Regions from separate parts of the Sus scrofa genome. Here region 1 is linked to region 2. A link is a contact called in public HiChIP or PLAC-seq data. All regions are on one chromosome and are shown on one strand. The core of a region is the stretch at or near the end of the contact, and the rest is flanking DNA. Distances in the headings are between cores, read along the strand shown.

Region 1 (5,191 bases), core at 753-3,252, 79 kb after region 2:
GTGTGTTGGAGTTAAGTCTGTGCGGAGTATCTCTGGAAAGAGGCACTGAGTGACTAGGGAAGAAGTGCTTACTTTTCATGTTCAACCTCTTACTTACTGGATTTTGTACCAAGTATATATTTTCTGTAATTTTTTTTTTCCTGTGAAGGTATTATTTATATAACAAAGACCCATTCTATAAGGCATTAGAAGAAAATATTGGAGAATATGTTTACGAAAGTGTCCTTATACAAGATGTAAAACCCAGAAACCATGACGAAAACAACTTTTAAAATGTATGTGTGGACTTGTTTGTCATATCCCTATTTGGCCACAAATACCGGAGATGCTTATCTTTTTATTCTTTCTCAGAGCATTCACAGTGATGCTCACACAGTCATCAGTGAATGTTAGTTGACTTGAAAGGAAATCAAGTTGCAAGTTGCTCCTTTGTCGACCTTGCTGTTCTTCCCTTCTAAGAGGGGTGCTTTGTGAGGTCCCGCTCAAAGATTCTGTGGAGACGTGGGCTTCAAGGGCGGGAGTACCCAGCAGAGCAGGCATGGCTCTAGGATCAGCGGACCTCCCCCTGGGTCCGTCGTTCCCAGCACCCTGGGCTGAGTGGGTCCTGGCTGCTTTCAGGAGCTGCTCAGCATTAATTATGCCGAGGCAGTGCACCAGTTAGACACCGTCCAAGGAGAGCCGGGGGCATCTGTGACAGGCTTGTTGCCCTGAACAGAAGCGGGAGAGTGTAAAGAGTAAAGCAGTTTGCTGAGGTTCCTTTGGAAATCCAGCCGGTTAGCTCTTTGAACTACTTGGCCAGAGTTTGGAGAGGCTTCAGGAGGGCTGTGATGCCTGGGTCTCCTCCCTCCAGGGCAAGGCTTTGGGTGAGACGGATGGCGTGGGAAGTGTCTGGAGAAGGTGTGTCCTCAGAGGGAACGTCTAAGGCTTCTTTGGGCTCCATCTGCTCGTTTCAGGGAGGCTGCCTGGACGTCTCTGGTCCCTGTGGACCCCCCCACACTGCCCCGCCTTCTAAAAGCTCTTTAAAAGTGGAGTCTCTTCTCAGTGATAAGCAGCCTGAAGGCAGGGACCATCATCTCTTTTTCGACTTGGTGTCTCCCTCCAGCCTGGCTGGCAGGCAGTCTGCTTAATAGTAGTTTGTAGGTTGAAGGGAAGTGGTATTTGGTGAGAGAGGGGTGGGCGGTCCTGAGAAGGGAGAGCCCCTTATCGCAGAGAGTCAGAGACTCAGGTCTGTTAGAGGAAGTGGAAAAAAGCCCAGCAGGTCTTATTGCATACTGATGTCCTTGTGGTAATGGGGGCTGGCGGGGGACAGGGTGTTTTTGTGCAAAGTCAAATCTCCTTTGGAAACTCTCATCTTTCTTGCACTGGTACGGCTTTTGGTAAGTTGAAGTCTGTGGGTGCCTGGCCACCTGCCAGCATGTCTTGCCCCGAGCCCAGCCTTCCAAACAGTGATCCTTAGTGCCTCTCCTGTCCCTTCCTGTTTTCGCTCGAGATTCACTGCCTGGGGACTTCGGTTCTACAGTGTCTGTCCAGGCTCAGAAGGAGAGGCCTTGGAATCAGGCCGCCTTTCTCCCTGGGCTGCTCGGACCTTCCAGCTCCTCCGATTTATCACCACAATGTGTCTACACCAGGGTTCCCACCACTCTTAGGACCGGCTTGCTGTCTCCCTAACTGACCTGTGTGAAGGGGAGGTAACCTTGATACGCATTCCCTGAGGGCCCACTCACCCCTGGGGGGAAGCAGTGGCTGCTGGTGGCAAGGTTACAGGTTTTAGAATCCGACCTGGCTCTGTTCCCAGGCCTGCCTTTGACTCTGCCTCACGCTTGGCTAAAAGTCATTTAACTTGCGTGGAGCAACGTCGTCATTCTCAAAGGGGAGCAGAGGTAACTACCTCAGAGTTGTCAGAAGAAGTAAGTAAGAGAGCAGCTGAATGAAGGTGCTTCTATAACTGAACAGTCCCACCTGAGTGAAGAATGTGGGATTTACTGTGGGATAGAGGCAGGTGATGCCAGGGATTGGTCTAGTCAGGGAATGGGTGGTGCACGGAGCTGGGGAAGCCTCCCAGGAAATGCATCAGAAATTCCCTCTGATGCCAAGAAGGCACATTTTTATTATACGAGGAAGTCCTTTCTGGTATCGATGTTGGTAATAAGGCTAACATTTCCCCCGTGCAGGTTATCAGTATTTTACCACCTGTCACCCTGATCTGTTGTGTATTTCACTAGGTTTTATTGAAACCATATCACGCACTAGGTCTCTGTAAGTTGGGCTTTGCCCGAGTCCACCGTTCAGGAATGGATACGGTTCTCTGAGGGCACAGCGGGAGGAGAAGGGAAGTGGTGCAGGCGGCCAAGCTTCCTCTGCGGCCAGGGCGCCTGCCTCTATCACGGACGACCTGAATGCCCAGAGTTTGGCCAGCAGCCTTTCCAAGGGCCTGGCCCTTTTTGCTCCAGGGGTGTTTCCTGCTGAAGCTTCAGAACTGCCCCTCTCTGTGTCCCTGACGGGGCTCCTGGAAAACGTCACCACCGTATCATCCCTCTCTGTCTTCACAGTGTGTTCCCTGCCCCCGGAGCCAGAGAATGGTGGCTACGTCTGTCACCCCCGTCCCTGCAGAGACCCCTTGAACGCGGGCAGCGTCATCGAGTACCTGTGTGCCGAAGGCTACATGTTGAAGGGCGATTACAAATACCTGACGTGTAAGAATGGCGAGTGGAAACCAGCCATGGAGATCAGCTGCCGGCTCAACGAGGGTCAGTTTGGCAGATGGGAGAGGGGTGCTGCTGGGGTTCTGCTTGCTTTTAACTCCGGGGACGTGGCGCCCGTCCCCTCCGGAGCACCCCATGCTCTGGGACAGCGCGGCCCCGCCGATGCCCTGCAGCCTGCCTTCCTTTGGATTTCACGTCTCTGTGAAAGACATTGGGGTTGCTGGTGCGTGTCCCCTGCGTTTCAGCCGAGCCACTGAAGCATCTGCTGTGCTATGTCAGGTCCCTTTGACGCTCCGGATCTCCTGTTTGTCTAGCCAAGCGCTGGTGACCTTTGACCGTGTTCTGTGAACACATGCGCACAATGCAAGCACCTTCTGTGCTGTCTCTTTTCTGTTGTTTGTCCTTGGATGGAAACAAACTGTTTTGTTCCGGAGCTGCAGTCCCACTGGACAGAAGACCTGCCCCTCTACCTCCTCCTGTCACGCATGACGGGAAATCCAGCCACCCGTGGGAACGTGTGTCAGGCAGCCACCTTTGTGCTTTTCACTCACGCTTCAAGACTGTGACACCCCAGAGAAGGGTGGGGATGGGCCTGATATTTACAACTAAAGCTGCAGGATCTGGGTTATGACAGCCTAGTTCTTACGAATTTTCCTACCACATGGGGAAAGATGTGGGCGGAACTTTAGGTGGTGAAATGATGTGTGCATTTCAGTGGGTGATGTCTTCACCCTGCTGTTGAGGATGGGGTCAGAAGTAAAGGTCTGTAAAGGTGAGCTCTCTAAGGGGAGAGTCGGTTTAGGTGTTAGATGGTCCCCAAAGGTCCAAAGTGAAGAGAATTCTAAGTTCAGGAACAGGAGTTCCTGTCGTGGCTCAGCGGGAAATGAATCTGACTTGTATCCATGAGGACACCGGTTCGATCCCTGGGCTTGCTCAGTAGGTTAAGGATCCGGTGTTGCCATGAGCTGTGGTATAGGTTGCAGACGTGGCTCAGATCTGGCAATTGCTGTGGCTGTGGCGTAGGCCAGCAGCTATAGCTCCGATTCGACCCCTATCCTGGGAACCTCCATATGCTGCAGGTGTGGCCCAAAAGAAAAAAACAAAACAAAACAAAAAAAAAAAAGAGAAAGAAAAGAAAACTAAATTCAGAAACGGAATAGGGAAATAGCCCCCCTTCCTTGATGTAGAAGCCACTGTACTGTAACTCCAAAGATGGCCCTGGCCATACATAGCCTGTCTCAGTGTGACATCATGCTGGGGGACTTGGTGGGTACAAAACACTTCTGATGATGGCTTGCTTCTATAGACAAAGATGCCCATACGTCACTCGGGGTCCCCACGCTGTCCATCGTGGCTTCCACTGCCAGCTCTGTGGCACTCATCCTCCTCCTCGTGGTGCTGTTCGTGCTGCTGCAGCCGAAGCTGAAGTCTTTCCATCACAGCAGGTGAGTCCAGTGGCAGTGGGGGGCTGGCCTTTGACAGGCAGAGCGGTGCTGGTGGGCCTGCCGGCTGCAGCTGGTCTGTGTGTACCCCGGGAAAGGGGAGGGCCCCCGCCAAGTGTTGAACTTCCAGGTGTGCCAGGCACTCTGCTTTTGCTTTGCGTCATTATCTTCATCCTCACAGGATCACTGCAGAGAAGGAGAAGGAGGCTCAGTGAGAGGTGCAGTCACTCACTCCCGGTCATCCCTCTACATGAAGACAGAGCTGAGATTTAAATCCCAGACTGTCCAACTCCAAAGCCATGTCATTTCCCCTACATCAGGGGTTCTCAAAGTGTGGTCCCAGTGGTATCAGCATCACCTGAGAACTTGTAAGGAATGCAGAGTTTCAGGCCCCACCCCAGACCCAGAATGAGAAACTCTGGGCCGAAGCCCAGCACCATGGTTCCCCAGGCCTTCCAGATTATTCTAGTGCAGGCTCATGTTTGTGAGCCACTGCCTTGTCTCCCTAGTGGTTTTTCTTTCTTCTTTTTATTTATTTATTTTTTGTTTCGGAGTCAGGATAGCAACTACTTTTAAAAGGTCATTAAACAATTAGTACAATAAAGAGGATTCAGAGGGGACTGTTTATTTGCAAGAATTGGCTTTTTCCACATAAAGTCAAGCTAATCTATCTGTCATTTCATCCAAATTAGGACATATTTTCCCCTTTAACTAGTCAGTGTGTTAAAAATAACTGATTTTGCCTGATTCGAACGGAAGGGAGATTTGGTTTTCATTATAGACCCTGTTTAAATGTTATACATGTATTACTTTTTAAACAAGAAAATTAATTTGAATAACAAAAGTTAGGCAGTGCCAGCATGCACCCTGCTTCCGCTGCATCAGAGTCTCCCTTCCTTCCAAAAACCTCTGAGCACTTGTATGAGTGCCACCTCTGTCACCTTCACTGTGTACATGCCACTTGAACTGGGTAGCACAGATTTTGGTCTGCAAATGCAGGTGAAGAAATTGAGAATGAATAAAACAGTCCAGCAATAATATGGTCTA
Region 2 (5,181 bases), core at 1,538-4,037:
CCAGTTCATCTTTGGAATTATCTTTTTACTGGCATGGAAATATTTAACCTCTGCTAGGGAATACCACCCCCCACTTTGATTTTCAGGGGAGATGAGCAAAGCCCACTGGCAAAATGTAACAGGGGCTTCTGCTCAGCTCTATAGAGGAGGCCAGTGGAGCCTGAGGCAGGAAGGAGAGTGGGGGGGCCAGAAGAGGCTGGGAGCCAGTGTTTACAAAGGGAGGAAAGAGACCCTGGCCGTATAAGGCAGATGGAAATAGATGCGAAACTGAGGTTCTTCCAAAACACCACACAAGGGTAGATAGGCAGCTCTGGAAAAGTTGCAAAGGGTTAAGTGGGGAGGGCATCCCAGGCGGAGGAAACAGCCTGGGCCAGGGCTCTGAGATGTGAGGGGAAGTGGCTTGCTAGAGGCGTGCAGGCTGGAGCATGGGATGTGCGGAGGGAGGGAGAGGACCTGGGCCAGGTTGCAGTGCACCCTGGACACAGTCCACGACATGCTCTAAGTTTAATTTTGTTCTGTGGACACTGGGAGGTCCAGGGAGGATTTTTAGATAGTAACAGTTTGCGAAGGGTCTCAAAAGCCATGTTACAATGTGAGAGGTGGAGGGTCTTGCATGAGGTCACCAGTCAGTGGTTATTAGTGGTCAAACTGACTGCAGTGCAAAACTAGGGGCTCCAAGGTCTGGCCCACTCCATCTTCTCTTATGCCAAGCTGCTTGCCAGGACATTCTGCTTGTCCTTTTCTTCTCCCCTCCTCGGTCTTCTCTAATTCCTCCCTACCCCTTCCCTTGCTTCCTCTCCACCTTGCTGCTTTCAGAGGCCTGGGGTCTGCCTGTGGCTGAACTCTGTTGCAGATCCCAGAAGATCTATTATTTGCTTTTAACCTTCTTGGTGATCTGCGTGCTATGGCCCCCGTAGTGGGAGAGATGAGTAGGAAGGGAGCGTGTCCATCTTCTCCAGTGAGTCTGGACCTAGGAAATATTAAAATTTGGCACAACATTGTTAATCAACTATTCTTCAATTTAAAAAAAAAGTAATTAAAAAAAGATGAAAGAAGACCCTCCAAAATTCAACCAAGTAAATCTGAAGATCTAATTGGTTTTATTCAATGATTCAGAAATCAGAGACCTTCTGTCTAGCAACTAGAAGGGCACTCAGAGGGGTTGTACAAAATGGAAGGGTTTTATAGGAAGAATAGGGCAAGGGAGCTATTAGTAAAAGAAAATAAAAATTATTTTTTTATGCCCTAACATCTTTTTTGGAGGGAGAAAACTGGCAAGGGTTTTATCATGCAGATTGCCTCTTCTTCCTCTGGGGAATGGTGAGGGTCCATGTGACAGATTACTATGTGACAGCATCTCATTGGTGCTGGCCAGAGAATTCGAAACTGGTTAAGATTACATTTATGGTGAAGGCTGAAACTGCAATTAGGTTAGGTATTAAATCTAGGTTTGGTATCATGGGCTTTAGCACAAGTGACACCATTTTGGGCCTGTGGGTTTTCTTCTTAACAGAACTCAAGGAGGAAAGGAGGCAGAGCAAGGACAGGCTTATAGAAAAGGAAGCAACAGCCGTAGGTTTGTGGGGCCCAGGTTGGAAGTGTTCTCTGGAGGATGCGTATGTGGGCATGATGGGGTGGGGGCTGCACTCTGCTTGCTTTGTTTTTGCACTTTTTTGAAAATGAGACCTGATCATTCACAGCACTTTTCTAGAGAACCTACTAGAACTAGGCTAGGTGAGAGGCCCAGAGAGGGTGTGTCCTCCTCCAATGGGCATCTGAGACCCAAGCTGCAGCATAGGCTGAAGTCTCTGGTACTGATTCTCAAGTAGGAAAGTTTCCACATTCATTGAGCACCTCCGAGACCAGGCACTGTTCAAGGGCCTGGAGCAAAAAATAAAAAGTCATAACCATTGTCATCAAGGGGTCACAAGTCCTGTAAATACTTCCAGAGGATTTATCTCCTAGGCCCCCAGTGGGATCACCAATAGATGCTGTTTCTATAAAGTACACAACGGTTGGCATAGTATAATGTTGGAAAATTGCCCCAGGAGACAAGGCTCAGAATGGGAAATAAAATTAGGAATGTGGCGGGTTCTAGCTCCAACTCTGCCAGTCTTCACTCTGAACTTCGGTTTTCTGAACCTTGAGATCTGTTGCGTGCTTTTTAGTACGCTGAGGAATCACTTAGGAATGCTTGTTAAAATAAAGATTCCAGAGTCCAATCGTAGTTTTTTGAATCAGAATGGCTGGATGTGGGACCGCGAATCTGCATTTTTACACCCCCAACTTAGGGGCAGTTTGAGGTAGGCAGTTGCACCACAGTTTGAGAAGTACTGCTTAATAGGAAGATAACGACCTGCCCTAGCGACAGGCCTGGAGAGCGATTCAGGAGCTAAGAAGGCAGCATGAATGAAAGCCTTGTCAAAGGGAAAGCAAACCAATTTTTGCAAATAATAGTAATCCAATAATACAAATAATATCCTAAAAATCCAAATAACGATACTACTACTAATTGTAAAAGAGATGGAGAGCGCACCGCAAAGGCACCGCAGTCTGAGTCTGTACCATCAACTGGTCCACAAGAGCGAAGTCGGCGCGACACTGTCCCTTTAAGACGAGCCCGCCCCACTCCCCGTCTCACCCGCCTCGGGGCGTGCGGGCCGGCGGGCGGCGCGTGCGTGCTGGCAGCCATCGACCGGCCGATCCTCCCAGCCGGGCGGTCGCGGCGGCGCGACGCCGGCGCTTGTTGCGTGCGCGCCTGGCCCCGCCCATTGCCCGCCCCTTCCCCTCCCCCTCCACGGGCCTCCCCCGCCCGCGCGGTACAGCTGGGCCAGTGACGCGGAAACTGCTGCCGCCGCCGCCGCTGCCGCCGCCGCGTTCCATTCTCCTAAGCCGGCGACAGCCTGTTTCCCGACTCCCGCTTCCTCGTTTTGCAGCGCCGCCCGGCGCCAGCCAGACCAGGGTACGCGGGGTCTCGCCCAGACCCTAGAGGGCTGCGGGTGCGCGCAGGCAGCGGAGCTGATCCTTGCGCGGTGGAAGGTGCGAGCGCCCCCATCCCGGAGGTCGCCACGCCGTTCCCCGGGTGAGTTGTCACCGCGGCCGAGGGGCGGCGGGGGCCGGCATTGTGTCACTGGACCGCTGGCTGGCTGTCAGGGGCGCAGGGCCAGCGCGCACCGCCCGGGAGGGATGCTGGGGAGCTGGGGCCGGCCACCCAACGTCCGCTGCTCTCCGCACTCCCCGCGCCGGCCTCGCTGTCACCTCGACGCCCGGCGGCGAGCCCTGCCTGTGCCGGCGTGGGCCGGCCTGGCGCGGGACTGAGAGGGCAGCGGGGTGAGCTGTGCCGGGCTTGGAGAAGGACTGGGCGGCCGGTTTGCGGCCGGGAACTTGGTGGCGGGGGTCTCGGCTCCTGGGGTCCTGCTATGGTCGGTAGTTCAGGACGGAGACTACGCTTTGCAGATCGCTGGAGTGTAGATAAATAGGCAGAGGCTGTCTTGCTGTTACTATTAGTGTTACTGTTTTGCACTCAGACCAACTAAAGCTTTGGGTCCTGCTCCGGGTAGGGTCGGCTTAGCGACGGTGGACCGAGGATACCTTGGAGCCCGGGTATGGAAGCCCCGGAGCTTTTTGGAGCCCCTGTGCCTGTTCTGGTCTTTAATCTCAAAAACTTTTCTTATTATCCGGGCTGACAGACACCGAAACCACTTCCTGTTTGTGTATGTAGACTTTCTATTTTACTTCTGGCTTTTAGGGACTCCAAATACTGGTTTAGGTCTGACCTTCCCACGGGGTTGTGACTGTGGGGCTGCAGAATTGGGAACAATTATCTGTAAGGAGATCAGGAAGGGGAAGTGGTTTTGGGGACTCTAAGACCTGGGAGAATAGAGGCATCAGAAACAACTCTTTGGCTGGTTCCAGGGAAGTTCACAGCTTGGCAAAGAGGCCTGATGCTGCTGTTCCCATAGAATGCCCCCTCGGTGGCAGACAGCTTCCTGGGTTCTTTTGCTCCTGCTAACTGTGCTTGTGTGTGCTCTGTAGAGAGGTCCAGTAAAACTACCCAGTTCAATTAAACTGTAGGTCTTCACTGCCTTTCTAGGTCTGCTGAGGTGGTGAGTGTGCCTTTTGTCCCTTTTCATTTCTCTTGTTTTCCTCAAATTTTATTGTAATATAGTTGACTTAAAATTTGTATTAGTTTCAGGTGTACAGCAAAGTGAATCACTTATACATAAATGTGTATCCATTTTTTTTTCCGTATAGGTTATTACAGAATGTTGAGTAGATTTCCCTGCACTATACAGTAGGTCCTTGGTTATCTATTTTATATACAGTAGTGTGTATGTGTTAACCCCATCCTCCTAATTTATCCTCCCCCGCCATGGTTTCCCCTTTGTGACCGTAAGTTTGATTTTGAAATCTGTGAGTTGGAGGGGAGGCTGGTCCTAGCTCATCGGTTCTTTTGAAATCTAAGAGTTGGTTTCTGTTTTATGAATAAGTTCTTTTTTAATTTAAAAAATTTTTTAAATTATAGTTGACTTACAGTGTTGTGCCAGTTTCTGCTTTCCATCCTTTACACTGGTTAATGCACTTCTTGTTCTTTTCATCGCTGTCATTTAAAATATATGTGTAAATGATGTGAATGCATACACCTTTTTTGTTTTGGGAATTCTACACCCAAGTTGTCATATCTAGTGGAGGCTAGTAGAGACATGTGCTTGGCATTGAGTTTTGAGTTTTCTGGGCTGTTCATTTTTAGCCAGATGCATATTCAACCAGAAATGAAAATTTTCACAGAGTTGGAGGGGAGGGTTGTCTGCCTGCTCCTCAGTAAGGAGGTTATTTAACAAGATAAAAATATTAGCAATAACAAGGAAAAGCTCTTGAGGACTTACTGTGAACTGAGCTTTGAGCCAAGAATTTTCTTGATTTTATTTAATAAACAACAAGCTTTTTTGGTAGATTTTGTCTTTATTCCCAAAGCCGAAGCGAATAACTCACCCAAGGTCACAAATGTAGCTCCTGGTAGAGCGCACACTCTCAACTACTAGATTATACTCTTAATTTCTAGTTTGCTTACCATTTGGTCAAATTGAAACTGGAGTCTTTTTTTTTTTTTTTAAATGTCTTTTTGCCATTTCTTGGGCCACTCCCACGGCATATGGAGGTTTACATAGGAGCCTACGCCAC

Evidence for each region. HiChIP or PLAC-seq counts read pairs in DNA pulled down with a chosen protein or histone mark.
Region 1: a contact with region 2 is called in an H3K27ac HiChIP or PLAC-seq map of skeletal muscle. The contact joins the enhancer-like site here to the promoter of SUSD6 in region 2. A contact is called at or near these places in 28 of 47 Hi-C or Micro-C datasets (adipocytes, adipose tissue, alveolar macrophages and 14 more) and 2 of 2 datasets of contacts at active chromatin or transcription factors (alveolar macrophages and skeletal muscle).

What each region holds. Positions count from the first base shown.
Region 1 is chr7:93,331,124-93,336,314 of Sscrofa11.1, forward strand. SUSD6 (sushi domain-containing protein 6) reads left to right here. Exons shown (of 6, transcript XM_001926947.5): 3 at 2,550-2,747; 4 at 4,009-4,147. Among named protein-coding and RNA genes, the nearest start is that of SRSF5, 60 kb to the right of the region's middle. Within about 2 kb of position 2,003, at least 31 of the 83 cell types and tissues checked have an H3K27ac peak or open chromatin away from gene starts, as enhancers often do. A contact at or near this core is called in adipose tissue, alveolar macrophages, fetal liver and 7 more, where this site is marked.
Region 2 is chr7:93,250,925-93,256,105 of Sscrofa11.1, forward strand. SUSD6 (sushi domain-containing protein 6) reads left to right here and starts at 2,788. Exons shown (of 6, transcript XM_001926947.5): 1 at 2,788-3,082.